Linked DNA regions of Mus musculus: region 1 is linked to region 2. The links are chromatin contacts, called in public HiChIP or PLAC-seq maps. All regions are on one chromosome and are shown on one strand. Each heading gives the region's core, a stretch centred on a gene start, on an enhancer-like site or on the middle of the called end of the contact. The rest is flanking DNA. Distances are from core to core; before and after follow the strand shown. Region 1 holds the start of Med6 (mediator complex subunit 6). Region 2 has its middle 24 kb from the start of Mir3067.

Region 1 (2,823 bases), core at 224-2,723, 410 kb after region 2:
TATACTTTTATTACTAATTCTTTTTTTAAATTAATTTATTTTATAATTGCAAGTACACTGTGGCTATCTTCAGACAGACCAGAAAAGGGCATCAGATCCCATTACAGATGGTTGTGAGCCACCATGTGGTTGGTGGAATTTGAACTCAGGATCTCTGAAGAGCAATCAGTACTCTTAACCCGCTAAGCCATCTCTCTAGCCCCCTTATTACTAATTCTTATTCCATAACCAGAATCACAGATAATCTGCTCCCACTAAATTGTGAGTTTTTATTCATCAGGAATGAGCATAATAATCACTAAATGCTTCCAATCCATGCCTGAAGGTCAAGGCAAGTATGACTTACTTTATTATTCACAGATCTCAATCAATTTAAACAGCCTCATGTATCCATGGACATTCATCTACAAAAACTGAAATGAAAAGTCAAGTCTGAAAATAAAAGGTAAGTTGTGATCACTTCATAAACAGAATATACCAAAAACCAAGCAGATTTAACCTTCTCACTAATGCAGTCATCACTCTTCCAAGCTACCTCTAATTTCTGTCCATCCCAGAAAAGCCCTGGTTTCGTTTTGTTTTCCTTTTTTTGTTTCTAATTCTATCCCTGACTTTTACACTACTGTCAGCAGCTAAAATGATCTAGTAAAGAAATGCGTAAATGAAAAAAAAAAAAGACAAAGTCAGAATATGCCGTCCCTGTTGACTGTTCTCTCACATTTATCTTTCCAGATCTTCTCTTCTACATCTCCTCCCTATGCCAGCTTCTCTGCCATTCCTCTAAACACCAGACACATTACAATTACGCTAACAAATCTAAGTAATAAGCAATCCACTATGTACATGTATGAAATTGCCAAGAGGAAGAATGAAATATACACAAGCAAAAACAAACTGCTAAACAAAATGCTACCCGACCAAGAAGCTAGTAAGAGGTTGAGTCTCCATTCATTTATTTATTCTTACTCAATGAAAATATACCTCTACTGCTCAGCTTGCCGAAGGCAACCACTGAATGAATGATAAGTGAAAGGTATTATAGGCTAAAATTTAAAATTATTAATAAGAAGACGGGGATTTCTGTCCGGGGACCCATAAGGTGGGATCAGCCCTTATCTTATTCCACTTCTCTCTTCCGAAAAGCTATCCCTTCGCCCCGACATAACGCCCAGCATTGTGAGAGAAACCCCTAAATTGTTTCTAGTTTTTCCGCATCTACCCTTTTAAAGAGACTCGTCAGAAAACGGGAAAGCGCGACCCCTTTTCGTTAGATTAGAGCCTTAGGGTATCCAGGAGCCACTCAGAAGAACTTGAGAGACCTCACAAAAGAGGGTAACGCTGACTTCCGCAAGCTATGAAACCCCAGTAAACCACAATCTGGTAAGGGGAGCATAAAATTAATTACCTCGGATATCCACCGCCGCCATAATTCCAAAAGCGCTATAAGAGCCTCCTTCCGGCGCACAGTAAAGGCGATGACTACCGCGACGGAAGCGGAGGCTGCCGGCCGTACGGTTAGCGGGGAGGTCAAAAGTATTCACGCGGAGCGCGGCGGCAGGAAAAAAAAAAAGTGTTTGGGGGCGGGGATGAGACCTAAAGTGGGTGGAGCCGGGTTGAGCTTTGGTCGTTGGACACGGGCGGGAAAGAAGAAGGCGTGTCACAGGGTGGCGGCGGGGAGGGGAGGGGATTGGGACACGCAGAAGGATGGCGCAGGGAAGGCGGGGCCTGTAGACCTGTGGAGTAAGAAGATAAAGAATGACCCCCTCGCTTAGATGCCAAACTGCAGCTGGCAGAGGTTGTAGTAACAGAGCCAGAACAAAACAAACAAACAAAAAATAAGCAAAGCGTTAGGCCCAAACAGTGGGGAAAGTAATTTCATTTACAAGTAAAGAGGTTAAACAGAGCGCTGCCTCGTGCTCACTACTAACATTCTAAAATTCTCTAAACCAAGGCTTTCACTTGTAATCCCATCTCTCAGGAGGCAGAGCCAAGTGCATAACAAATTTGGGGCCAGCCTGGACTACACACAGAGACAGTATTTTTAAAAACCTCATGAGTATAAAAACAAACTGTTAGACTTAGGAGCTCCGTTTTTCACCTTATCTCAAGCAGAGAAAATCAAGAGACTTTGTTATTCCTGTTATTGAACCAACTAAAAACCTAAACCAGTTAAAAACCTGTAGCATTTTATGACTAAATTTCAAGAGATAGGAAGGGAATTCAGGGGTGAATTATTAACAAGATTAAAAAGAGAAAAGGAACTGGGCGTGGTGGCGCATGCCTTTAATCCCAGCCTGGTCTACAAAGTGAGTTCCAGGACAGCCAGGGCTATACAGAGAAACCCTGTCTCAAAATAAATAAATAAATAAATAAATAAATAAATAAATAAATAAATAAATAAATAAATCAATAAATAAATAAATCAATAAATAAAATTTTTAAATGAGAGAAAAGGAACGAAAAAACAACAACAAAAAAGAGAGAGAGAGAGAGAGAAGAGGAATTCCTTGAGTAGTGTCTAAACACTTGAAGGCAGGGAACAATTCTGTGATGTGAGGAAGCCATAGAAACCCACAACAGAACGTTCTGTCTCTAGTGTGGTTTTCTAAAAGCAAAATGATGGAGATGCTTACAAACAAGATACAGAAACTGAGAGGAGAACCCCAAAACCTGAAGGAAGGAACCTAAATTCACAAAACTAAGGACTACCTAGGCTCCCCCAGCATGTAACCAGAATCCACAAACAAGGCAGGAGAACCATTAATTTAACTGGGACTTTTCGACTCACAGATCAAAGAATTCCACATTTTAAATTCTCAGCAT
Region 2 (2,811 bases), core at 166-2,665:
AAAAAGCCCTAACTTTGGTCACATCCTGTCTAATACTTCCTTTGCTGGGTAAGCCAGCCAGTGGTCTCTTGTCATTTCTCATCAACAAAGGACAGATCAACCTGAACAATCCTTTCTGTGTGCTACTTCTACATCTGGCAGCCACCTTAACAATGTGACCTTAGCACTCCCTTTGCTCTGCACCATCTCCTCCTTAATAGGATAGATTCCAGGAAAACCCTTTGTCCAGATCCTCTTAACAGGACTATTGATTCTAGTTAATGGTTGATGATCCTGTATGTGGTAAGCGGAGCCTGTTCCCAAACTCAAGGCTATCTTTTAGTAATCTGCACACTTGATACAAGGGAGTGCTATGCACGGGGGTACTGCCTGTCTACAAGGTAGTAAACAGGTATCACACTGCTGATATAACTCAATCAGGAGAGACCAGGATGAGCTGCAATACAGTTCACCCCTCATGACTTCGGTGGCTAAAACACAAAGAGATAACCTAGACTTAGTGTCAGCTGGGGCACTTCTTTGTACTGTCCTTATTAGGGATCCATGTCAAGGAAGACTCCTTCCCTCTTGATTATGGAAGCAAAGAAAGAGAAATGTGGTAAATTGCACTCTGGTGCCTATTCAGAATGAAATATATTACCAACTTGGGGAGGAAAGAATTTATCTGGATTACATGTTCCAAATAGAGTCTATCACAAAGGGAATTGGGGACAAGAGCTGGAAGCAGGAGAAGAGGCAAAAATGGGGGAACACTGCTCACTGGCTCTCTCCCCTGGTTTGCTCAGTTACTTTTCATATACAACCCAGGGCCATCTGCCAATGAAAGTGGCACTGCCCACAGTGGCCTGGGTCCTCCTACATTGATCGTCAATCAAGACAATGCTCCCCCGGGATTGCCAAACTTATGGAGGCAATAACTCAGTTGACATTCCTTCTGCCTAGATATGTCCTAGGTTTGTATCATGTTGACAAAAACTAAGCCCCACAGTCATATTGCTCATGTTCCAGTGACTAAAGGGGTCACACGGCCCCACCCGACTATACAACAGTGAAGAAATAGAATCAGGAGTATTTTGTAAAAACTCTCGACTATTATGATGTAGATTATCTTAGTGTGATTTTAACTGGGCAGTGTGTGTACTGTCTAAGAGTAAAGAAACTTGCTTATTCCATTTTGTGCAATGCATTTTGCCCATGGCTTCTGACAAATGTGGCATGTTCATAACAACCACCATTCCCCTTGCTCAGCAAAGTGGGGAGGTGAATACCAGTTTCCCTTCTGTGAGAAGTCAGCACCCCACCTAGAGACTGTATCGGATGCCCTGTAGGAACGCTGCCACCCTCACAGTGTGGGCAGGAGAAGAGAAGTTGGAGGGGAAAGAGCAGGTTCAGGTAACATTGGAGGAGAATAGCTGGCTGAGACATCCCAGTGCCCTGTGCTATGCATGTGAGAACCTTGTGACTTCTGTAATCATTAGTTTGACCCATGCCCTATTGAATCATCTTCCATTAATGAGAGTCAAGGCTGTTTCACAAGCTCAGTTCCAATCAATCATGCAACTCAATATGCAACTTGCTTTAGTCTCCCTCCCCTCTCTGCCCTAGCACAGTGTCTTGGTCCATGACTGTTACAACACAGTGGAACAGTGGTCTGGCTCCAAGTCACTCCACTGGTTTATAACTGTTCTTCATGATGGAGTCAGAAGGAGGAAAAAGGAGAGAAGCCATGAGGGTCTCTGAGCAGTATCCTTCTGTGTTTATTGTAGCCACATCTCAGTTTAATGCTTATTCTATTTCCCATTGTACTAGGGGCCCTCTGTTAGAGCTTATATGGAGCACATGTCAGGTCCTGGAGTAAACCTCCCCATTGTTTAATCCTTCCTCATTGATTCGGCCAGTTCAGTTTTGGTGTGACCTTTCTATATCTTCCCATGTGAATATACCATGTATTCATGGTATCCATGTCCATTTTGATCTAGGGCCCCTGCTTCTGCTTTTCTATTGCGGCTGCAGCCTGACTCTCTGATAGGGTTTCCATTCATGGAACTTCGCTCACTGAAGCCCTGCCCAAAACTGGAAAGGCAGGCTGATCTTCAGCTGTTTCTTGTCTTAGCTCTTCACCCCCATGCCCCTTCAGTGTGTAGACGAGGCTGGCCACCAACTCTGCTGCATGTTGTTGGTGGTGGTGGTGGTGGCAGCAGCAGCATGGAGTCCAGCTGGAACACGAGGTGACAAACTTGCAGCTGTGACTTGTGACGAGCTGGTGGTCCCACTGCTTTTAGAATGTTTCTCCTATAGCTCTGGAGAAGACAGGGACATAGATGGAAACCGAAAGGCAGTATGACTACAGCACTCAGTATATAATACAATACTTTGGGGAGTTGTAAGGACATTGGTGGGGAAGGACTGAAATCGGGCTATTTAAATTACCCATGTGGAACTTTGTACCTTCCCCAACAAGCTATAAGGCTGAACTTGCACAACAGCACCCCATCATCAAGTCAAAGAGATACAGAGGGAACAGCTTAGTCAGGTCAAGAATGCATCTGTAGGTTACATAAACACTTGGCTAAGATGCTCATGGTAACTGATTATATCTGCAGCTGTATTCCCTCTGTCTGAGACACTCTTTGAGCTTAATTCAAAATGCCTCTGTGCAGTGTGCCAACCAGCTCCATTTAGACCTGGACAGTGTCGTGCTCTAGCACTGCTCAGGAATGACCCTCTGTCCTGGCTAGTTTTATGTTAATTTGACACAAGCTAGAGTCATCTGAAAGGAGGGAATCTCAATTGAGAGAGAGAAAAAAAAGC

What was found. HiChIP or PLAC-seq counts read pairs in DNA pulled down with a chosen protein or histone mark.
Region 1: an H3K27ac HiChIP or PLAC-seq map of hepatocytes shows a contact between it and region 2, with 9 times the contacts expected there. The contact joins the promoter of Med6 here to the enhancer-like site in region 2. A contact is called at or near these places in 3 of 484 Hi-C or Micro-C datasets (cerebellum, embryonic stem cells and muscle stem cells) and 3 of 115 datasets of contacts at active chromatin or transcription factors (extraembryonic endoderm stem cells, hepatocytes and intestinal villus epithelium).

The regions. Positions count from the first base shown.
Region 1 is chr12:81,593,535-81,596,357 of GRCm38.p6, forward strand. Med6 (mediator complex subunit 6) reads right to left here and starts at 1,474. Exons shown (of 8, transcript NM_001347384.1): 1 at 1,406-1,474. The coding sequence starts at 1,427.
Region 2 is chr12:81,188,321-81,191,131 of GRCm38.p6, forward strand. No RefSeq gene overlaps it. Among named protein-coding and RNA genes, the nearest start is that of Mir3067, 24 kb to the left of the region's middle. Within about 2 kb of position 1,416, at least 8 of the 459 cell types and tissues checked have an H3K27ac peak or open chromatin away from gene starts, as enhancers often do. A contact at or near this core is called in extraembryonic endoderm stem cells and hepatocytes, where this site is marked.